Regions from separate parts of the Mus musculus genome. Here all the other regions are linked to region 1. A link is a contact called in public HiChIP or PLAC-seq and promoter capture Hi-C data. All regions are on one chromosome and are shown on one strand. The core of a region is the stretch at or near the end of the contact, and the rest is flanking DNA. Distances in the headings are between cores, read along the strand shown. Region 1 holds the start of Zfp810 (zinc finger protein 810). Region 2 holds the start of Plppr2 (phospholipid phosphatase related 2). Region 3 holds the start of Swsap1 (SWIM type zinc finger 7 associated protein 1). Region 4 holds the start of Rgl3 (ral guanine nucleotide dissociation stimulator-like 3).

Region 1 (5,525 bases), core at 1,241-3,740:
GTATCAGAAAATAAGGTCATCAGGGACATGTCCTAGAAGGGCTACTGGAGTGTCCTCACCACCCCACCCCTTCCTGCTTGCTGGCTGCAGTGAGGTAACCAGTTTTCACACATACGCACCCCACAAACACAGAGTTCCTGGCTGCAGTGAGGTAGCCAGCTAAGCTCTATGTTCCTTCTCACTACAGAGACGGCATGACATGATCAGGTAACCACTCACTGAATGCTCTGCAAACCTCTCAGGAGATGATGGGGGGAGTGCACCCCATAATCACATTGCACAGACAGCAGGGACCTAGACTAGCCCAAGTATGCAGGCTATAGATTTCCCTCCCCTGGATGTGGGAGCCAGACCACAAACTCACCATTTCCAGCTTCCAGGGAATAGAGTTCCTCCCTTGGGCCTTCTGGAAGTAGTATGTCATGAGGATTTCCCAGGAAAACTCGAGTCTACATCTGCAAAACAATCAAGGTTACCTGATTTTTTTTTTTTTTTTTTTTTTTTTTTTTTTTTTTTTTTTTTTTTTTGAGACAGGGTTTCTCTGTGCAGTCCTGGCTGTCCTGGAACTCACTCTGTAGACCAGGCTGGCCTCGAACTCAGAAATCCGCCTGCCTCTGCCTCCCAAGTGCTGGGATTAAAGGCGTGCGCCACCACGCCCGGCTGGTTACCTGATTTTTAATGGAGGTGTTGTAATACAGAAGTAAGACTGCATTGGCAACTTTACAGCTTTATTCTAGTTGAGCTTCAGCTGACAAGACTTCGTCAGACTCCAGAGGAAGGGGTCCTGCAGAGGGGGGGGGGGGGCTTCCTTTCTCTTCCCATTTGCCTTAAGGTTTCTCCTTTCTATCCGGTCTGTCTTTGCCTTCACTCTTCACATCTCCTCAAACCTGAGTCCTCCCTCAGAGCTGATCTTCAGGATCAGATCTCTTTTCAGTTGTCCCATCCTCAAATCCCTTTCCATCAACTCTTTCTCAGATTGAGGCATCCTCTCCCTCAGACCCTTACTTCCTCCCTCAGGCCCTGGCCTCCTCCCTCAGGCTCTGGCCTCCTCCCTCAGATTGTCACCTCCTCTCTCAGGTCCTGGTTTCCACCCTCAGGCCCTCACCTCCTCCCTCAGGCCCTTATTTCCTCCATCACACCCTGCCTTCCTCCATCACACCCTTTCTCAGGCCTACATCCCTCCTACAGACTCCTCAGTTCTTCATTCATCCTCTGAGACTATAGGGGTATTGGCAAACACTGTCTCTCCCATCCCTTTGGGAGTCTCCTTGAGTCTAGTAGACACCAACTTCTGAGTTCTATGACTACCCTGGCTGACCAGTGACAGGCACTGAGGAAGTCATTCATACTTAGAACCATTCCCTGGCCTCAACTTACCATTCAGTAAAGTGTCCAGAGAGCCTCTATCCCATCTCTACTTAGGGTTGAGAGTCGCAGCAAGGAGAGCTATTGGCTCTAGGCTTCATAGAACAGCCAACAGAGAAATGCAAACAGAGGTGGGGAAAGAAAGACGGCCAGGGAAGCAGAGTGCTGGTTCATGTGCTCAGGGAGATCCATCCCTCCCCTCCGCCTGCCAGGCGGCTTTCTGCTTCAAGAGATGCTTGTTGTCACCTCTGCAGAGGTGAGGGGTTTACCTTTCTCTACTTTCTCGGTCCCTAGGTCTTCAATTCTTTTTTTGCCTCTGGGAAGAAACCTGGACACCTAGATTCTCAGCCCAAGGCATTGACATTCCTGTTCTGTGGGGGCTGGGCTGGCGACAGAGCCACTTCCCTAGTATGCATTTCCTAGGCTCCATCACAGAGAACGTAAGGTATTCAGAGAATAGGTAGGTACTCAGATTCCAACCCATGCCCTAGAGAACGGGACCCAAGAAAATACATGCCCTGAGGGGAAAAGGTGAGAAATCAAGGGACTAGCGTCTAAAATCAGTACAGTTAAAAACTAAATACTAAAATCAGTACAGTTAAGAACACCCTTCAGTGCGATCCTGAAATTCAGAAACAAGCCACAGAGCAAGGGGCATACAGGGCTGAAGGTGATGGGGCTGGGTCGTGCAGAGTCGCGGGGCCAGGAAAATCCTGGGGCAACCCTTCACTGGGGCCAGGTAACCTGGGGGGTCGGTTGCTGGCACTGTCCAGCTGACACAAGTCCTTTCAGAACAGCTGGTTGCAAGAATGTGCCGCAAGCCCCAAACCCCGCGGGGGACTTCGGTCCAAGGACCGTGACCTGCGCTCCAGTATCCCAGCCAGGGAGAGCACAGCGGCGGGACTCGAGTCCCCACGCGAGGACCAGGGACGCGACAGGACACTCGGGGGGCCCAGCCCCCACCCCACAGCTGGGGTGCGGAGGGCTCGGGCTTCGGACTCTGCAGCCGCCGGCTCCGCGGGGACGCCGCGCTCACCATGGCGGAGTCGAGACACCCCGCGTCCTCGCTGCGCGGCGCAGACCCGTGCCGGTACCGACAGAGTCCCCCGAACCTGGGACACCGGCTCCAGATCCCAAGATGGTGGTATGCTGTCACGTCAGAGACAAAGGCCGGACCGCCAAAGCCCGCCCCCTTCCCTTTGTCTATGCGCCCGATTGCGCGTTTCTCACCCCGGCGCCTTCGATTGGACAGGGTTTCAGTTCTCATCCGGCTCAGACCTGACTGACAGAAGCTGGCACCAATCCATGAGTGCATAAAGCAAGCCAACTTTATTCCCACCGTTTAAAAATGACAACTTCTCGCTCCGCAGGTATCCTGAGGTATGGCATCCTGTGCAAGAGCCCACCGCCACCTGAACGCTTGCATTTAGCCTTGTACAAAGGGCGGAGATATCGTCCTAGGGTCTGGATCGAGTTCAATCTCCTTTGCCAATTAAAGAAGTGAGACAGGACCAGCACCGCAGGTAGCAACAGGAAAATAATCTGGCCCGACAGTGGTGGCGCACGCCTTTAATCCCAGCACTTGGGAGGCAGAGGCAGGTGGATTTCTGAGTTCGAGGCCAGCCTGGTCTACAGAGTGAGTTCCAGGACAGCCAGGGCTACACAGAGAAACCCTGTCTCAAAAAACCAAACCAAACCAACAAACAAAAAATAAAAAATAGGGCTGGTGAGATGGCTCAGTGGGTAAGAGCACCCGACTGCTCTTCCGAAGGTCCAGAGTTCAAATCCCAGCAACCACATGGTGGCTCACAACCATCCGTAACGAGATCTGACTCCCTCTTCTGGAGTGTCTGAAGACAGCTACAGTGTACTTACATATAATAAATAAATCTTTTAAAAAAAAAAAAATAAATAAATAAATAAATAAATAAAAACCTCAGACACAGTAGGTAGCAGCAACAGGTATCAAATTTTAATAAAAGTTAAAAAGCACCGCCGGGTGGTGGCGGCGCATGTCTTTAATCCTATCACTCAGGAGGCAGAGGCAGGCAGATTTCTCAGTTCGAGGCCAGCTTGGCCTATAGAGTGTTCCAAGAACCAGGGATACACAGAGAGATCCTGTCTCTAAAAAACAAACAAACAAAGCACACAAACATAGCCAGGCACATCCAGACCGAAGCAGAAAAAGGACAACACTTTTTCCCCTTGGGTTTTGAAATATTTTGGAGGCTAACCATGAGTCCCCCTTTCCCTAGTTTAGGATTGGTCAGTTACAAAGAAGAGTATCTGATAGGCCCATAGCTATAGGTAAACAAATCCCTGTCTGGCCTTGAGCATCCAGAAATGGGTCATTGCAGCCAGAGTAGAGGTGGGGGGAGTGGGGGATGGGGTGAGGAAAAAGCCAGAAATTTGCCATTTTTGTTCTTTAAGGTCCCCTTTTCTGTCTGTCTGCCTGTCAGAGATGTGTCTAGTTCCTGATCCCTTGGTTATATCATCTTATGAGTTATTTTTAGGTATATCTTACACAAATGGGAAGTATTCGACCAGCTTTATAAATTCCATGCACATTCTTTCCAACTTTGCTCTTTTGAGGCGAAAGGCTGTGCTTTGAAATGGGCAGCAATCCCCTAAAACCCCAGTGTCTGATACAAATAAAGTGGGGGACAAATTATAAAATGTCTTAAAGTGAGGTTCTCCTCCTTCCCCTGATGGCCTGTCCCCAGCTTTCATATTAGATATGTCCTCAGAAATCTAAATAAAAATGTTGTAATATTCACATAAAGAAATCAAAAGTAATGAAATGGATTATAAAAACAACCATTCAAAAAGCCATGATATGTTTTCATTTCTCATGGTGGGAAAAATTGAAACATATGAATTAATCCCACATGGATACAGATTGCTTCCATTCCTGACTATTTGTAGACATTGTATGCTTTCCAACACTGACAAAATTGGATTTGAAACTTGTTTTTATGAATGCAAATGGCATTACTACAGATGATGTTTATTGGGGATGGGATTTTGCCTTGAAGCAATATAGGCAAACGCAGGGGTGTGCCCTGAATTTGTTTTAAGTTTTGTTGTTGGTTTTTTTTTTTTAATCTATGCAGTATTGTTTTCTACCACACAGAACTGAGATGCTGTAATTGAAAGACCAGGAAAAAATCCTGACCCCCTAGCAAACAGAGTAGAGCCAAGAATGTAAGTTAGCCAGTTCAATGACTCTGTTCCAGGAACTTGACTAACCACAGAACAGATGCTTACACCAACTGGTTCATTGACCCTGTTCCAAGACCTGGCTGACCACAAAAGTTAGATTAAAATCCTGAGAACAATCTTGAGAAGCAGGGAGTTTCGCCTTGTGAGTTTTCACTGGTATTTTCGGTATTTTCCAATGACACACTCCCTACCCCCTTGGGTTGTGTTTTCTTCCTTTAAATACCCCTTCTTCCAGCCACTCGAGGTCAAACTCCTCTATCCATGTGTGGGATATGAGTCTGGTTCCGGTCAATAAACCTCGTGTGATTGCAGCAAGGACATTCTCTCGTGAGTTCTTGGGGGAGTCGCATCATCCGGAGACTTGAGTGAGGGTCTCCCTTCTTCGGGGTCTTTCATAATGAGCAAAGGCATACAGCACATAAAGATGCCACACACTGAGCTTCCTAGATGCCGAAACTCATGCTTCTGATGCTCAAATGTACAGTAAATGCTAATAGGACATTTTAAAACAATACAGACTCAGCCGGGCGTGGTGGCACACGCCTTTAATCCCAGCACTTGGGAGGCAGAGGCAGGCGAATTTCTGAGTTTGAGGCCAGCCTGGTCTACAAAGTGAGTTCCAGGACAGCCAGGGCTACACAGAGAGACCCTGTCTCGAAAAACCAAACAAACAAACAAACAAACAAACAAAAACCAAAAAACAATACAGACTCAAATTACAATAGATCAATAACCAAAATATCACATGAGGACAAGATCCCTCTTTGGATATCTCCCCCTACCCTTTCTTTATAGTTTCCTTCTGGTCATTCCAGATTCTTACAGAAAGGAAATCAATGTCATATCTGATAAGAGGCAAAAATACTCTCTCTATGGAAAAAAAAAGTTAAAGCCATCAATCAAGGAAACTTATGGGCTCTGACCCTCACCAGAAAACA
Region 2 (5,525 bases), core at 1,018-3,517, 370 kb before region 1:
TTAAGATCTGTGAGATTTTTTTTTCTCTTGCCTTTTTTGAGAAATATTTTCACATAGCCCAGATTAACTTAAACTCACTATGTAGTCTAAGATGACCTGAACTTCTGCCCTCCCCCCTACTTCCACCTCCCCTGTTCTGGTCTTACAGATCTGTGCCACCATTCCTGGCTCTGGGTTTTTTAAAAGATGTATTTTATTTTATGTTTGTGGGTGTTTTGCATATATCTGTGCACTGCCTGCATGCCTGGTGCCTCAGAGGCCAGAAGAAGGCATCAGACCCTTTAGAACTGGAATTACAGAGAGTTGTAAGCTACTATGTGGGTGCTGGGAATTGAACCTGTGTCCTCTGGAAGAGTAGACAGTAGTACTTTTAACCATTGAGCCACCTCTCTGGGCCTCTATGGAATATTTTTTTAAGATTGATTTATTTTATGTATATGAGTACACAGTTGCTGTCTTCAGACACACCAGAGGAGGGCATCAGATCCCATTGCAGATGGTTGTGAGCCACCATGTGGTTGCTGGGAATTGAACTCTGGATTTTTAGAAGAGCAGTCAGTGCTCTTAATCACTGAGCCATCTTCAGCCCCCCTATGGCATGTTTTTAAGGGAACATTTAAAGGGTCACTGATATAATTTGGTATTACTTTCAGTCACCCAAGGGATGTGGGTGTCTGGATCATAAGTGAGTATGGTTTCACCTCAAGGGATGTGGTTTCCGTATTCCAAAGTTGCTAGTGAGTCATATTGAGGACCTGAGGGCCAGGATGGCACGTCTCTCCCACAGGCCAGAAAGGACACCAGTGCAAGAGCTCTCAGTGCCCCTCCTGGGACTCCGATTCAGACTGGGAGAGACCTTTCAGCAAGAGTGGATCCTACCCTCCCGGTACAGACCCTACTCAGCCCCTCTCCATCCCTTACCATCTGGCCCACTTGTGATTCCCACAGTGTAGGCCTCGAGGCTGGCACTCTATCTGGGCATTTGGTCCCTGGTTGGCAACCCTGAGTTCTCCTGGTTCAAACCAGACCACGACCTACCTTCTCTCCCTGTAGCTTGAGCAGCTGGGACTGCTTGCCCTGAAGATCCCTCCAGAGAGAAAATAAACTAGCTGAGACCTTTCTCCACCCTGGACTTTTGCACCTGCTGGTTCAAGAGTCTGGGGTCCTCCCCATGCCAGATAACTCTGTTATCTCAAAGGATGCAGAGACTGGCATGACAGTGAGACAAGACTTAGGGTGTAATTAGTTGGGCGTGTGATCCAAGGAGGTAGGTGGAAGTAAGCATATCACTTTAAAGTTAATACAGCAAGTATGAAACCAGCCTGAGCCACAGGCGACCTTGTCTCAAAAACAAAGAAATGAGCCAAACAAATGGCTCACTGGGCAAAGGCACTGGCCACCAAATCTGAAGACCTGAGTTTGATCCCAGGGACACTCATAAAGGTAGAGAACTGACTCATGCAAGTTGTCCTCCAATCTATAAATGCACACGGGCACACACCTTGATAAATAAATGTAATTAAAAAAATTTTTTTTAAAGACAGGGTTTCTCTAGCCCTGGCTGTCCTGGAACTCTCTCTGTAGACCAGACTGGCACGGAATTTATAGAGATTCATCTGCCTCTGCCCCCGGAGTGCTGGGATTAAAGGCATGTGGCCACTACTGCCCAGCAAATAAATGCAATTTTAAAAATTTAGAAAACACAAAATCAGGACACCGCTTGCCTAGCATGCAGGAAACTTTGCGTTCCAATCCTATCACACAAACCAGATGTGATGGAATAGGTCTGAAGTTCCAGCACTCAAGGAGATGGAGGCAGGAAAATCCAATGTTCAAGGCTAGTCTTGGCTACAAAGAAAACTGGAGACCAGCTTGAGCTGCCTGAGACCCTTTCTCAAACACAAAAATGGATCTGGGATGCCATGCGGAGAGGCGTACCAGAGAGTGTTCTTTGAAGAGGCCGAGCTCCTCTCTTCGCCTTTTCTACCTAGCTAGTCCTTACTCTATCTCCACTCTTTTTCCCTTCTAATCTCTGCTTCACGTCCTGCACCGCCTCTTTGATTCATGCAAATGAGCGTTTATAGCCCCGCCCCGACATGATCACAACTCCCCGCCCATCTGTGTTATGCAAATTAAGGGCCCAATGGCCCCGCCTGCCTGGCTAACAAGAGGCTTGGGCCCACTCCACACTGGGTTATGCAAATGTGATCGTGCTCCCGCCCCACTGGGTTATGCAAATAAGGCATCCTGTGGCCCCGCCCCCACCTCGATCACGGAGTCTGCGCGGAGCGGCAAGTCCGGCGGTCCAGACTTCATCTCGGTGTCCGCCTGCCTGACCAGCGATCTATCTGACTGTTCTACGGCGCCGGGACCGTGTAGAGGGAGCGAGGGTTCAGGCGGCGGCGGCCTAGACAGGGTGAGGGAGAAGCGTGGGCGCCCCCTCTTTTTAGCCCGGGGAGCTGCCCAGCCTGGACACGCAGGTCCAGACCATGGACATGGGTCCTTCTGATCCTTTCCCTGTGGGTCCATTGCGGCGAGGGGGGGCGAGGGCGATAGGGGGAGGGGAGGCGGCGATCTAGGGCTTTAGATGGGGTTGGGGGAGGGGAGTCTGGAGAAGGGGACCCCCCCCACCCGGGGGGAGACCTCAAGAGCCAGGCCACAGTGCTGCGAGGGTGGCTGTGGGTGAATGATGGTGTAGTTGCCCCTTGTTGGTGTGTGGTTGTGTAACTGGTTGTGTGGCTGTCTGGCTGTGATGGGTTCGGGTGTGTCCACTGATTGTGTGTGTGTGTGTGTGTGTGTGTGTGTGTGTGTGTGTGTGAGAGAGAGAGAGAGAGAGAGAGAGAGAGAGAGAGAGGAGAGAGAGAATATACACTGGTGTGTGTGTGTTGGTGTGGTGTCTAGTTGTGTGATCTGTCATTTTGTAGTTACTGTTGTATTCCTTCTGATGTTGTGTGTCTGTTTTGCAATCCGGCAGGTGTCTGCTCTTACCTGCCTTTTGTGTGTGCTGCAAGTCCCTGTCGCATATATCCCATATATCCCTACCTGACCATGTGGCTGAGACTGTGGGTGGCACACTGTCTCTGCTATGACTGTGGAGAGGGTGTTCATGTGTGTGATTGTCATTGAGCGCCTTGTAACTGGGGGTGTGACTCTGTGACCCATTCTGTGACTCTTATTGTGTGGAGTGACTCTGCTGTGATTCTAAGTGGTTAGCAACCTTGAGTCTATCTATGGTGGTGACTGTATCAGGACAGGGATTTGTGGGGGGCTGGGCTGTCTTTCTGTGTGTCTCTCTGACTGTGTCTTTGAGGGGGTATGTTCCATCCGTGTGGGTGTCTATGACAGGCCATATGCAAACTGTGTGTGTGTGTGTGTGTGTGTGTGTGTGTGTGTGTGTGTGTGTGTTTAGGGGTGCTGGGGATTTGTGTGAATGAGCAAATCTGGTTTGCTCAGCATGAGACAGGCACCCCACACAGTGTGCTTGGCTCTTGCTGTGGAATGGGTGGATGTCATGTTCTGAGATGTCCCTGTGTGTAGTGTTTGGGATGGAGGCCACGCCTGGGTTATATCTTATGTGGGAGTGCCCATATGGGTGACTCTGCACACCTGGAATCTGGTGACCCTCTCTCCAATATGTCATTCTGTGGAGTAGGCCTCAATGGAGCCCTGGATGCACAGTACCCACCTTCATCTGCCTGGGCCTCAGTTTCCACATCCGTGCAATGGAGATGAATGTTCTTGCCTTGCTGGCCTCACGGAGTGGCTGTGAGTTGGTGGCAGTGGAGGTGGATGCCTGGAAGAAGCCCTAGGGCTCTTTCACAGGTGAGACCAGGTGTCAGTAGGTATAAGCTGGCTTGACTGTATTGGCTACTGATGCCTTGGGAATTGAAGTTAGATGTAGGGGGGTTGGTAAGAGGAGACTGGAGAGGCAGCTGGCCTGGGAGGATGGGGGGTGTTCGAGGCAGCTGGGAGAGAGGGAGTGTCTGGCTATCAGCCCACACCAGATCCCACAGCCCATGGGGACAGGGGAGGGAGATGTGGAGGCCATGGTGGAAGAAACTTGGAGAAGGGAGAGGGCAAGAGGCCTGGGATTTCCTGGGCAAAGAAGATGAAGTTCCCTAAAATATGACAAAGGTGTGTACCAAGGAGAGAGGCACCCTTCTCTAAAGGCTGGTTAGAGGTTCCCATAAAAGGCATGGGGTCTGTAGAATTTCTTTAATTGAAGATGTCACTATAGAATCTTTTGAGAGAACCAACCTCTGCAGGTTGCTGTCTGACCTCCACATGAACTGTGTGACACACATGCACAGACTCAACAAATAATAAATGTAACTAAGAAAGAAAGAAAGAAAGAAGAAAGAAGAAAAAGCCTTAGCTCTCTAGTAGGCCTCAAAGCCTACTAGAAGAGGCAGGAATCTCCAGTGAGCAGGAGCAGGGGCCAGCAAGGTGGGAGCTGAACGCAGAGTACAGCCAGGATAAAGAGCAGACCCAGAACTCCATGAAGGCTCACTGTCTCAGTGATGCGCCCCCAAGTTCCCCCGCCTCTCCCTCCACAGGCCCCAGCTTCGCCATGGCTGGAGGGAGACCTCACCTGAAGCGGAGTTTCTCTATCATCCCTTGCTTCGTCTTTGTGGAGGTGAGAACCTCAGAGCCACTCTGAGAAAGGACTCTGTCCCTCTGTCCCTCTGTCCCTCTGCCCCTCAGTCCCTGTCCAGCCTATCTCCCTGCTCCTGCCCCACACTCATCTCCCCACCTTTCTGGCTCCAGCCAGTCCTACCTCTGGCTCTGACCTCTTACACCCCATTACCTCAGCACCTCTGCTGCTGCCCCCTCTCTCTTGAGGCGTGGTGGCAGGACTGGAACCAGAAGCATTCCTCTCTGGATTCTGGCCCTATTTTCCCCTAACCCATCACACTTCGGGACTTTGCATGCCTGAGCCTCAATTTCTTCATCTCTAAAATGTGCATAATTAACAGGGCATGGTGGCACATATGTGTAACCTCAGCTGAAGGAGAAAGATTTTAGGGAAGTCAGGGCCAGCCTGGCCTACATGAGACTGTCTCAAAAAAATGTGTGTATATATATATATATATATATATATATATATATATATATATATATATATATATAGACAGAAAGAGAGAGAAAAGAATGCAAGGCACAGCCATTGTAATGCATACTTGTAATCCTGACATTCAAGAGAAGGAGGCAGAGGCCAGAGAATGTCTGCAAATTCAAGGCCAGTCCATATACATGGTCAGGCCAGCTAGGACTGTGGATGAGAGCCTGTCTCAAAGCAAACTAGCCACACGCACCTTTAATCACAGCACTTGGGAGGCAAAGGCATGTATATTCTGGTGAACTCAAGGCCAGCCTGGTCTACATAGTGAGTTCCAGGCCAGCCAGGGAAACCTTGTTCCAAATAAAACAAAAAAGTTTATCTCAGGCCAGCCTGAGATACATAATGAGATTGTGTAAAAATAATAAGCAAATAAATAGGTAAATAAAACATGGGGTTGAGAATG
Region 3 (5,525 bases), core at 2,174-4,673, 350 kb before region 1:
AAAGGTCATGAGTTCAAGGCTTGCCTGGACTACACAGTACGTTCAAGACCAGACTAGGCAACTTAGGGAGATGAAAGTCTCAATTTAAAAAGAAAATGAAGGACTGGAGAGGTGGCTCAGTGGTTAAGGTCACTGGCTACTCTTCCAGAGGTTCTGAGTTCAATTTCAGCAACCACATGGTGACTCACAACCATCTGTGATGGGATCCAATGCCCTCTAATGGTGTGTCTACAGTGTCTACAGTGTCCTCATACATTAGAAAAGAAAAGAAAAGAAAAGAAAAGAAAAGAAAAGAAAAGAAAAAAGGACAAGCAGTGGTGCACGTCTTTAATCCTAGCACTCAGCAGGCAGAGGCAGGAGCATCTCTGAGTTTGAGGCCTAGCTGACAGAGCAAGTGCCAGGACATCCAGAGCTACATAGAGAAACCCTGCATAAGAAAAAAAGAAAGTAGTAAATAAGTTAATTCAATAAAGAGTAAAATAAGCAGGAAGGGAGGCTGGAGAAGAACAGCACACATTGCTCTTGCAGCGGGCCTGGATGCAGTCCCAGCACTCATATGGTGGCGCAGCCTTGACTTCTAAGGGCACTAGGCTCACATGGTGCACATAGTGCCACATAATGCATATGGGCAAACTTTTATAGCCATAAAACAAAAATAAACAAAAAAATTAAGTGGGGCTGGGGGGAAAAAAAAGAGGGCCAGGGCTGTGCTCTGCTCAGTGTTCCATGTTCTTTGTGCTTAGCTCAGTGCTCCATGTTCACTTGGCACAGGTGGGGTCCTGAGTGATGAGGGGAAGAGAGGGAGGAGAGACCAAACCAGCAACCAGCCAGCCAAACAATCAAATAAACAAATAAACAAACCCAGAGCTAGACAGAGCCCATAGAGCCAACCCTTCCGGTAAGGCACGTGAAAAGACCCGTGGAGAGTGTGCTGTTGTGATCTGTGCACTTAAAGCTTTGCAGTGTCAGGCTGTGTCTGGGTGGGGGCTGGAGGCTGAAGCATCAGACTTCCTACAACAGTATAACTGTGCTCAGGATGTCTGAAGAATCCCCACCACATAGTCTTCTCAACCTGTGTCCTAGTGTGTGTGTGTGTGTGTGTGTGTGTGCGCGTGCGCGCGCGCAAGGGTCAGGGTGTGGAGTATAAAGTGGGAATATTGTATGGAATGCTTTGTGTCAGGGTTCAGCTGTTTATGTGTGTGGGGGCAATAGAACTCTGAATGCCATAGCATGTGTGTGCATGTGTGTGCATGCAGGGTGTGTGTATGTGCATGGTATGTGTGTTCTGGGGTGTGCATGTGTGTGTGCAGGGTGTGTGTGTGTGTGTGCTCAGGGTGAGGGTGCCCAGCTGTGTGTGTGGGTGTACTGGGGGATGTTGTGAAGCTGTTTTCTGTCCCCAGAGGGAAAGAGTAAGCTCAGGAAATCACAGTTCCGCCCTGTTCCTGGGTCTCCAGGCAACCGTACCACTTTGAAGTTACTAGGAGACAAGGTTTCCAGGGAAACAGGCTTGAGTGACAGCTCACGAGCCAAGTTTGGGTGAAGAGACTGGCTGAGAAATCAGGATCACCCACCACTCACCTTGGTTCCCTCAGTTCTTCCTCTTTCATTCAGTGACTTGACAAGAATTGCACTTTTCCAGTGTGGTCATAGACTCTTGTGAATGAAGCCCTCATTCTCTCTTCTCTCTCTCTCTCTCTCTCTCTCTCTCTCTCTCTCTCTCTCTCTCTTTCTACACACACACAATTTTCTCTCTCCTCTTAATACAAGCAGGCATTAAGAAGGTCCCAGGCCAAAAAGAAAGTTAGATGACAGGCCTCTTAAAGGGCCCTCATACAGGGAACCTGGGAGAGGTCTCAGTATGTACAGTGCAGGATGTACAGGCACGAGCCTGAGAGTCGACCCATTTAAACACTGGACACAGGATCGGTCTCGTGGTGGGGCTGTGACGGTCATCCAGTCTGACATACACAGCAGTGAACAAGACACACTGTGCAAATGAGCTAGAAGGTAAGGACTGACCTCCACACGCTAGGTGGCACAGGTAATCCTGCACACGCCCACACAAAAAAAGATTTTTAAAAAATCCCAGAAATCGGGGCCAGTGAGATGGCTTAGAGGACTCTTGCCACCAGCCCTGAAGATCTGTCATCCAGGGGCTGGCGAGATGGCTCAGCGGTTAAAAAACACTGACTGCTCTTCCAGAGGTCCTGAGTTCAATTCCCAGCAACCACATGGTGGCTCACAACCATCTACAATGGAATCTGATGATCTCTTCTGTCATGTAGGTGTACATGAAGACAGAGCACTCATATACATAAAATAAATAAATAAATCTTTTTTTAAAAATCTGTCATCCAGGGGACACACATGGTGGGGTAGAAAGAACTGCATCCCATCCCAGAAGTTGTCCTCAGAGTGCATGCACTCTGTGTCAATGGGAGTATATACACACTCACACCAACTAAATAAATGTAATCACCCCTCCCCCCATGGAGGGCAGAGTGCCTGCTCAGCATGGACAAAACCCCGAATTTCACCCCCAGCCTTGTATTAACTTATCATAGTGGCACAGGCTAAAATGTCTGGGACCCTACCAAAAAATAAAATTCCCCATATTCAACTATGCAGAGACAAGCAAACAGGTCTCTGTGAACTTTGCTTCGGTGACATCAGCAATTGTTCACACCAACGCATTACAATGATCACATGGAATCACAATATTCATTTTGCAGGTGGGCAAGCTAAAAGTCTGGTTATCATCATCATTATTATTATTTTTAAAGATAGGTGCTCATGTAACTCAGGCTGGTTGCAAACCTCAATATATATCTAAGGGAACCTACTTTTTTTTTTTTTTTTTTTTGAGACGGTTTCTCTAGACTGGCCTTGATCTTAAGAGATTCACCTGCCTCTGCCACTCAAGTACTGGAATTAAAGGTGCGCGACACCACCGACCGGCTTCTACTTTTTTTAATGTTTAGATTTATTTTTACATGAGTGTGTGTATAAGCGCGGGGCCATAAATATATGGGTGCCACGTGTCCGCGGAGTCCAGAAGAGGGCGTCGGATTCCCTCACACTGTACTTGTGCATGGCTGTGAATCACCTAGTAGATGGTGGGAACTGAACCCGGGTCTTTTGGAGGAGCAGCCAGTGCTCGTAACGACTGAGCCATTCTCTACAGCTCCGACCTAGAGCCTGGGCGTCTCTTTGGAGCACGTTTGGACCCTCGACCTTCCTTTCCTTTTAATCGATCACACGGCTTCTTGCAGCAATTCCCTCAAAGTACCCACTTCCTCCACGCTCCGTGTTTTGATCATTGGCTGACAGCTCCAGCGACGAACTTAGTCTGTGAACTATAGCCAATGAGGCCTCTGTGTGGGCGGGCCCAAGATGAGATATCGCTTTTGATTGGTCAGCGGCACTCAGCAAATGGCGGAGGCGCTGAGGCGGGTGCTGAATGCCGGCTGCGCGGCAAGGCCAGGAGAGGATGGCGCTGCCGGGCCGCCATTGCTGTTGCTCGGCGCTCCGCGCTCTGCGCAGACGTCGCTGCTGTTTGCAGCCGCCCTTGAGGCGGCAGGGGAAGGCCGCGGGTCCGTCCTCTTCGTGACGCGAAGGCCCCTTCAGAGCCTGCCGCTCAGTACACCCACAGCGCGAGAGCATTGGCGGCTCCAGGTAAACGGAGGGCTGGACCTGGCAATGCGTTACCCAATGGCGGGCTAGTTCGCGCCTGAGTGACAGTTCGATAGGCAAATGGCAGCGTGAATCGTAGATTCACAACTAAATCGTCATAAAGCGTCTGTGGAAGTGGTGGGTGGAAGAGGCGGAGTAGGGTCGTGGGACGGGACAGTGCGGGTTTAGTTAAGATGAAGTGAAAGACCGTCCTGTGGTCGGGCGGCATTGGTGAGCATGGGTGACAAACCAAAACAAACCACCAAAAACAACAACAAAAAAATACGGACTGGGATTAACTGAACAGAGAATTTACCTAACATGCGCGAAGCCCTGGGTTCTTTCTATCCCTTTAACCAGACTTGATAATATATGCCTGGGATTCAGTTCTCAGAAGTGTCAGGCCATCCTTGGCTACAAAACGCGTTTGCGATCATCCTGGGTCACATGAGGCCCTGTATTAAAGAAAAAAAATGTTTTTTCCTTAAATAATCTTGAGCAGTGACAACTGCTGGAGAAGGGCAGGTGACAAGGGTGAAGTATTTGAGCTGGTGCTTCATCCTGGAACTTTATATATGGACCATGAGAGCCTAGACCGGAAAGTATAGAAGTGAGGTAGCCATAATAGGGAGTTTTGACCTCCTATATTAAGTCTAGCCTTTTCCTATCTTCTAGAAGGTTCGTTTCCAGTACCCATCCTCAATTCAAGAGCTTCTCCAGCTGCTGGCCTCTGCCCATGAGGCCCCAGCACCGACCCCATCCCTTCTACTCCTGGACGGCCTGGAAGAATATCTCGCAGAGGATCCCAGTGCCCAGGAAGCCGCCTACTTGGCTGCATTGCTTCTGGATACTGCTGCCTTCTTTAGCCACCGTCTTGGAGCCAATGGCAGTTGTGGGCTTGTTGTGGCCCTTGAAACCCAGAAAGAAGCAGAGGCCGATGCCCCACATCTGCCATTACTTAAGCGATATTTTCCTGCACAGTGCTGGTTGCAGCCAGATGCCCTAGGCTTGGGACAGCATTGCTGCCTTCGAGCCAGCCTAGAGTTGGGCAAACTGAGCCCTAGGACAGAGTGGTCAGTGAGTTTCTTACCCTGTGGAGAGATGAAGGTCACCCCATGGCTTGCCCAGGCTTCTAAGCTCAGCCCAGAGAAGAAAGATTCAAGTGCTGGAAGCCAGTCCTTAACTTTGGGATGTGACAACCTCCCTGGTCCTGGGTCTCCCTTGGATGGGATACTTACTTCAGAGACAGGTGCAGATTCAAAGACCTGAAAAATGTAGATTTTCTGTTTATAAACTAGCATTATTGTCATCAGGGCTGGCAAGATCCCTTGGCAACAGGCACGGTAATTTGACTGATTCCCGGGACCCTCGTGGTAGAAAGAACTGACTCCTGCAAGTTGTCTTCTGACCTCCACATTTGGGTGGAAACACACAGCCCTCCACACTAATGATAAATTAGTAATGAGACCTTTAAGATAAGTAAGGCCAGCAGAGCCTTCCTTTGCCCACTCACCGTTGTCAATGAGATTCAGCCATGTTTCCTAGTGCAGGTCTTTTTATCTGCTGCATTTTTTATCCAGGCAGGCTCTCTAAGTCAGGCCAGCCTCAAACTAGATCCTTAGCTGAGGCTGTCCTTGAACTCCTGATCCTACAGCCTCATCTCTTGAGGGCGGGGCCTATCGAGTATGCTCCTGTTCTTGGCTCCTCTTGCACATTCCTTGGGTGCCCGTATCCCAGTTACCTCTATGTGTTGGCTTACGTAGTCATCCACATGACCTTGCACATGTATTTAGGGTGTACAGTTCGGAGTGGATCCACTCCACATAGAGTATGCACACATTTAGCTTGCTTAG
Region 4 (5,525 bases), core at 1,267-3,766, 320 kb before region 1:
TCAGCACCCAGGAACAGTTGACTGCAAGCCAAACCCTGGGCAAGAGGCCCTTGGGGCTCAATAGCCAGGCAGTCTAGCCAAATGGGTGAGTTCCGGGTTCAAGAAGAAACCTTGTCTCCAATCCTAAGAGACAGCAATAGAGGAAGACACCTAGTATTGTCTCTGCCTTCCACATTCATGTGCACACATGTGCATGTACACCCACACACATGAACACATGCATAGACCACAGGAAGGAAGGAAGGAAGGAAGGAAGGAAGGAAGGAAGGAAGGAAGGAAGGAAGGAAGGAAGGAGAAGGAAGGAGGGAGGGAGGGAGGAAGGGAGGAAGGGAGGGAGAGAGGGAGGGAGGGAGGGAGGGAGGGAGGGAGGGAGGGAGGGAGGGAGGGAAGAGAGTTTTGTCCAAGAGCTGGGGGGTGTGGCTCAGGGGTATAACGTTTGCACAAAAGTCTGAGTTTATTCCCAAGCACCAAAATAAATAAATAAAATGTATTCGGGGTCTGTCATTTGGAGCTGGGCAGGTGGTATTCTCTCAGAATGTCACCTGAATTGACTGTCCCTTACCTGACCAAGCCAGTCGCTTTTCCTCCTCTGTCTGCTCTCCCTTAGCCTCCTTCAAGAAATCTTCTAGAAGTTTCTCTGCTTCCCTGGCTTCTGCCCCTCCTGGGGCTGCCCAGCCCAAAAAGATTCGGACATTGCCTAGGTTCTGATGATCAGGGGGATCCCGGAAGTCCTGAGGATGATTTCGCAGCCAAGAACCCAGCACCGAAACTACAGCCCTGAACAGAGGGGTGTGTGGCTCAAAATTGAGTCCAAGGATCTAAACGTTCCCAACCTTGCAGTCGTCAGACCCGACCTTGAGATCCCTCCCCCACGCTCCCTTGGGTCGAGGGTGTGGACGGGAATGGAAACCGACCTCAGGTTCTTGCTGAAGTTCAGATCTTGTCCCTCTGTCCTCTTGCTGTCTACCCTGGGAAGAAAGCCTCTATCAGATGGGAACAGAGCTATAGGGCGTTAGGACCTCGGTTCTAAATTTGAGGTGTATGTGTGTGTGCGCAGGTAGATGGGGTTCTGGGGATGGGGACATGCGGGTCTCCTGAAAATGACTGACCCAGCAGGAGGTGGTGGCGGCGGCGGTGGCGGGGGTAGCAGAAAACCCAAAACGCGGGCTGTGGGTACAAAGGCCCGGTGGGTGGCCAGGAAGGCAGGCACGAAGCCAGGATCCTGCTCGCGGTCTCCGGACACCAACTCATGCACCAGCCGCTCCAGTCGGGCGGCCCTCAGCGCCCGCACCTTGCTGGTTCGGTAATGAAGGAAGGTGTCGGTAGCCGGGATGGGGGTCTGCGGGGGAGTGGGGCAGTGAATGAAATAAGGTGAGGAGCGTTCCAAGCACCTTGTTTCCAATTATACCCATCTCTGGCACTTTTTTTGGGGGGGTGTGACTGTGTCCTTTTCTGAAACTCCGAGACTCCCTAAATATACACCAATCATGCAATGCTCACATCAACCCCGCAGGACACCCCACTACTCTAGCACTTCCCTCTGTGCCCTCCTCACCCCGCCACCCCAGGCTTCAGGCAGTTTTGCAGCCAAGCTTCACTGGCCAAGCCTGAGTCCCACCCATCACCACCTGGCCGCTCCTCCGTTCTGCTTTCCTGCACCCTGCCGGTCAGTTTCGCCTTTGGGGGGAGCGCTATCACCTGGCCCCACCCCGTTTCCTGGATTCAAACCAAGTCACCTGGCCGCCCCCAGGCCCTTTCCACACACCTGGTCGCCTCTTAGCTCCGCCCTTCCTCCTGGCCCCGTAGTTCTAGGGAGGCTCACCCTCAGCTCTCCAGCTTCCCCCTCTCCTCCCAACTCCCAGGCCCCTGAGCTGAGTCCGCCCTCACTTGCTCGCCTCAGTCCCTTCCTCACCTGGCCTTCTCCAGACCTCTCTGGGGTCGAGCGCTGGCTGCGCTGCCGCCGCAGGGAGACGCTGTACACGGCGCCATCCTCGGTCTCCTCGCCCCAGTCCTGCAGCGGCGCCTGGATGTGGAGGCGGGCTCAGGGAAGTCCCTCCGGCTTCAGCCCCCTGCCTTTATGTTTGGCCCACTTTCCCGAACAGAGTATTCAAGACTCGGGGTGGGATCCCAGGTCTTCGCCACGGATACCCTTCTCCCAGGTCTTGAGTGGATGGAGTATCATTTGGGGATATCCCAGAGTCCAATGTCACAAAGAATCTGTCACCTCCTCCTGAGATTCCTCAGACCCCCGTCCCCATCCCCCAAACTAGCCGCTTCACGGGGTCAGGAACTCTGAATCCCCAAATGGGGACTCCAAGGCACATCCATTTTGCAGAAAGATTAGAAAACGAGGGGCGGTCGCCTGGAGTTTCTGAATCTGGGGGTACACTAGGGACGTGGGGTCCGAGGATCCCCAGCTTCCTCTTACCAGGGCCAGCTCTTTGCCCGCTGTCCTCTCCATGGCCCCGGTGCCCGTCCTGCTCCCTGGCGCCGCTGAGTGAAGCGGAAGGGCCAGCGGGCAGTGGGGCGGGGCAGCCGAGCGTCCAGTCGTGGGGCGGGGCTGGGCAAGGCGGTCCCACAATTCCAGAGGTCCCCAGCCGGACCCCATCCCCGCACCCAGGCTAGCCTAGAAGTCCCGTTCCTTCCCAGAAGTGCGGGTCAATCTGTCACTCAGACATATGGGTGCAGGGGACACGACAACAGGTCTGTGTCCCTGGGAGGGAAGTGCTTTATACTAGGTTGGGGTTGATCAATCCCAGGTGTCGAGGGTGTCTCCTATGTCTGGAGGAGAAGGAGGGCACACTGAATCTGTACCATAGGTGATGGAAGCCATGCCATCTCAGGCTAGAAGCCGCGAAGTGTCTGTGGCCCTGCATTTTGTGGGGGCAGCCTTTTGGGGGCGGTGCAGGGTCAAAAAGAGGTGAATACCCAGGGGGTTGTTCAGTGACCTTTATTGCGCGATTCCGAGGCGGGCACCAACCCGCCTCGAGAGATTTACTGTGGGAACTTCTGGCTCGGCCTTTTCTCTCCTCCGGGCGCTGCTGGCCTGCGGTGCTCCCTGCTTGAGCTTCCTCCAAGCCCTTGAAGGAGCCTCCGGGGCTCCCAGACACACACCACCCGTAGGTGGACCCAGAGGGTCGGAGGGCTCCCTAGAGTCCCGGAGGCATCCGATAGGACTTGACTGCGAGTCTAAGATCTGCGCAACCTATTGCGCTTCTTGCTGCGGGCTTCGATTAACTTCTGGGAACGGAGCTTGAAGGCAGCGCGGGTCACCACATCACGGTCATCATCCTCACTCTCCTCTTCATCTACAGAGAGAGGCAGGGGTGGGTGATGGGGAGGGTGAGGGACCGTTTCTTTTTCCCTTCCCAGCCTTCGCCACACCATGCACCTCCTCCTTGGCCTTGACTTAAGGCCACCTCGCGCCCCTCCCATTCATCCCCCTTTGGCCCACACTGACCAAAGAACTTGTCCTTGACACTGGCGACGGGCAGAAGGATGCGGGTGTTGTATAGGGGCAGCTTTCCTTCTAGCGTGGCCAGGAACTGCGGGGGGGGGGGGTAGGGGGAGGCCGGAGAGAGATGTGGGATGGCAGTGAGGCTCTGTTCCACCTCCGTGCACCTTACATTGAGTTTCTACCGGATTCTAGGTGGAGATCACTGCCCACCCTTCGCTGCCTGGTTTCGGAGGCCCTGCCACCTGAGATCCACCCAGTCCAGGCTTCGCTACTCTGGTTATGAAGCTCACGCCCATTCAGCACCTGTTTCCTATGTCAGTCTGCTCTCTGATTTTCGACCCTCCCTCCCCCACCCCCACCCCCACCCCCTGCCTTGGTCCCCACTGGCCGCGGAGGATGTGTGTGAACCTCTCGGTCTGCTATGTGTCGCAGCAACTCAGGCACGTCCTGGCTCTCCAGTTGGTCCTGCAGTTTCAGCAGCTTTTCCTGGACAACTACCAGCAGATTGTAAGCGTAGTCCTCTGAGTCCCGGTCTAACTTCTTTCCTGCCAATACCGTATCATCCTGTGGTGGGGACGGGCCAAGTTAGCTGAGAGATACCGTGCACCTAGGTGGGGACACGATTCACCCAACAAGTGGGCTTTCATAGCTTTGAGGTGCGTGTCTACCACTACTGGGCAGGGCCTCTAAAATGAAAACCTAGCCTTGAGGGTGGAATCTTTGAATCTGAGCTACATGGAGGTCTCTTTGAGATTAATGACACGACCTAGGCCAGTGTGAGGGTGGTTTTCTGAAGAAATGGAGCTCTTGTGGACAAAGTGGGACCTTCTTCACCCAGGGCCGCACCGCCCCATAGACATGGGACACCTGAGTTGGGCTGATGGTTGCCCATTAGAGTCAGAGTTTGAGACTGAGCAAAAGAGGACTTCCCCCGGAATGTAGGACCAAGACAGCGATGCATGGTGTGGAACTTTGCATTCTGGGCAGGAGACAGGGCTGGGAGCCTATGGCTTGTGTGGCATCTTTATGCCAACTGCGCTGACGCTCTGGGAGGACATGGGCAGGGCTGCCAGGCATGGATTAGGGCTTTCAATGTGGAAGAGGTTCTGCAGTGGGGCCTCCCAGGGACAGTGTCCATTGGGGTGGAGCTCCTTGGGGTGGGGCCTCCCCGGGGCGGAGCATCAATGGGGGTTATTTAAAAGGGCGGGGCCTACCAGTTTTACGTGACTCAGTTTGTTGGCCAAATGCTCCAAGCAATCTTTGACCAACTGGAGGATTCGCGAGGTGTGCTCCAGTCTCTCGTGGACATCATTGTGACGCTGCTCCTCCTTCTTGAATGTCTTTTGCATCTCTTCGTGGAGCCTCCGCTGGCTGCCGGGAGCCAGGAGGTTCAGCAGCTGCCAATGGCTGACTCCAGCGTCCCCGTAGCCTCCCCTCAGCCACCGAAGCCTCACCTCACCAGCGTAGCATCCCCCGAGTACTTGAGGTTCTCCAGCTCCCTCTGGAGCCGCTGCTTCTCCTCCTTCAACTTCGCCAACGCCAGTTCATTGTCCTTCTTGAGATTCTCCAACTGTGTGAAGGTCTCATCCTGGGCCAGGAACCTGCGCACTACCGCCTGCGGACCACACATCCCTGGTCAGAGCCTGGAACAAGGGAGGCCCCGAGGACACTATGGTCCTCTCTCTGTCACACAACAATGTATGAGGATAGTGTGGGTCAGTCTCCCGACTACTCCAAGGCTGCACTTTGCCCCATGCCCTTTCCCACCTATATTTGAGTCAGCTAAAATCTGCATGCGGAAGGCAGCACAGCAGTGAATATTCTCTATTCAAAAATGACTGTGCCAGCAAGTTCAGATCGGGCAAAGACATTGTGTCTCTAGAGCTCCATCAGCCCTCCCAGCCGTTTGCATATGCATGTGCCAAGGTGCACATGTGGATTTCAGAAAGCGCTCACTTTCCAGCTTGGGGCCCAGGGATGGCACTCAGGTTGCCAGGCTTGGGCAATCATGTTTACCCATCAAGCCATCTCACCGGCTCTAGACCCATTTCTGCAAAGGGACCTTGGA

Evidence for each region. HiChIP or PLAC-seq counts read pairs in DNA pulled down with a chosen protein or histone mark. Capture Hi-C pulls out chosen DNA fragments and counts their contacts.
Region 2: an H3K4me3 HiChIP or PLAC-seq map of bone marrow-derived macrophages shows a contact between it and region 1, with 4 times the contacts expected there. The contact joins the promoter of Plppr2 here to the promoter of Zfp810 in region 1. A contact is called at or near these places in 2 of 39 promoter capture datasets (fetal liver and hematopoietic stem and progenitor cells), 1 of 484 Hi-C or Micro-C datasets (erythroblasts), 1 of 115 datasets of contacts at active chromatin or transcription factors (bone marrow-derived macrophages) and 1 of 9 other capture datasets (liver).
Region 3: a contact with region 1 is called in a promoter capture Hi-C map of liver. The contact joins the promoter of Swsap1 here to the promoter of Zfp810 in region 1. A contact is called at or near these places in 5 of 39 promoter capture datasets (the 3T3-L1 cell line, the C10 cell line, liver and 2 more), 3 of 484 Hi-C or Micro-C datasets (B cells, CD4 T cells and embryonic stem cells), 2 of 115 datasets of contacts at active chromatin or transcription factors (embryonic stem cells and large pre-B cells) and 3 of 9 other capture datasets (adipose tissue, liver and macrophages).
Region 4: an H3K4me3 HiChIP or PLAC-seq map of bone marrow-derived macrophages shows a contact between it and region 1, with 4 times the contacts expected there. The contact joins the promoter of Rgl3 here to the promoter of Zfp810 in region 1. A contact is called at or near these places in 1 of 484 Hi-C or Micro-C datasets (CD4 T cells) and 2 of 115 datasets of contacts at active chromatin or transcription factors (bone marrow-derived macrophages and microglia).

What each region holds. Positions count from the first base shown.
Region 1 is chr9:22,305,148-22,310,672 of GRCm38.p6, forward strand. Zfp810 (zinc finger protein 810) reads right to left here and starts at 2,491. Exons shown (of 8, transcript NM_145612.2): 1 at 2,402-2,491; 2 at 365-455.
Region 2 is chr9:21,934,743-21,940,267 of GRCm38.p6, forward strand. Plppr2 (phospholipid phosphatase related 2) reads left to right here and starts at 2,268. Exons shown (of 10, transcript NM_001290299.1): 1 at 2,268-2,416; 2 at 3,653-3,822; 3 at 4,557-4,636. The coding sequence starts at 4,571. Ccdc159 (coiled-coil domain containing 159) reads left to right here. Exons shown (of 13, transcript NM_025977.3): 12 at 788-886; 13 at 1,054-1,130. The coding sequence ends at 1,058.
Region 3 is chr9:21,952,330-21,957,854 of GRCm38.p6, forward strand. It overlaps Swsap1 (SWIM type zinc finger 7 associated protein 1), which reads left to right and starts at 3,424. Exons shown (of 2, transcript NM_025870.1): 1 at 3,424-3,675; 2 at 4,348-5,525. The coding sequence starts at 3,433. The coding sequence ends at 4,941. It overlaps Gm45914 (predicted gene, 45914), which reads right to left and starts at 3,677. Exons shown (of 1, transcript NR_132099.1): 1 at 2,955-3,677.
Region 4 is chr9:21,986,937-21,992,461 of GRCm38.p6, forward strand. Rgl3 (ral guanine nucleotide dissociation stimulator-like 3) reads right to left here and starts at 2,517. Exons shown (of 19, transcript NM_023622.4): 1 at 2,429-2,517; 2 at 1,913-2,023; 3 at 1,110-1,339; 4 at 915-968; 5 at 563-777. The coding sequence starts at 2,461. It overlaps Ccdc151 (coiled-coil domain containing 151), which reads right to left. Exons shown (of 13, transcript NM_029939.3): 9 at 4,912-5,072; 10 at 4,672-4,828; 11 at 3,866-4,021; 12 at 3,461-3,545; 13 at 2,935-3,308. The coding sequence ends at 3,190. Gm36414 (a long non-coding RNA gene) reads left to right here and starts at 2,560. Exons shown (of 2, transcript XR_379185.4): 1 at 2,560-2,703; 2 at 3,650-3,772.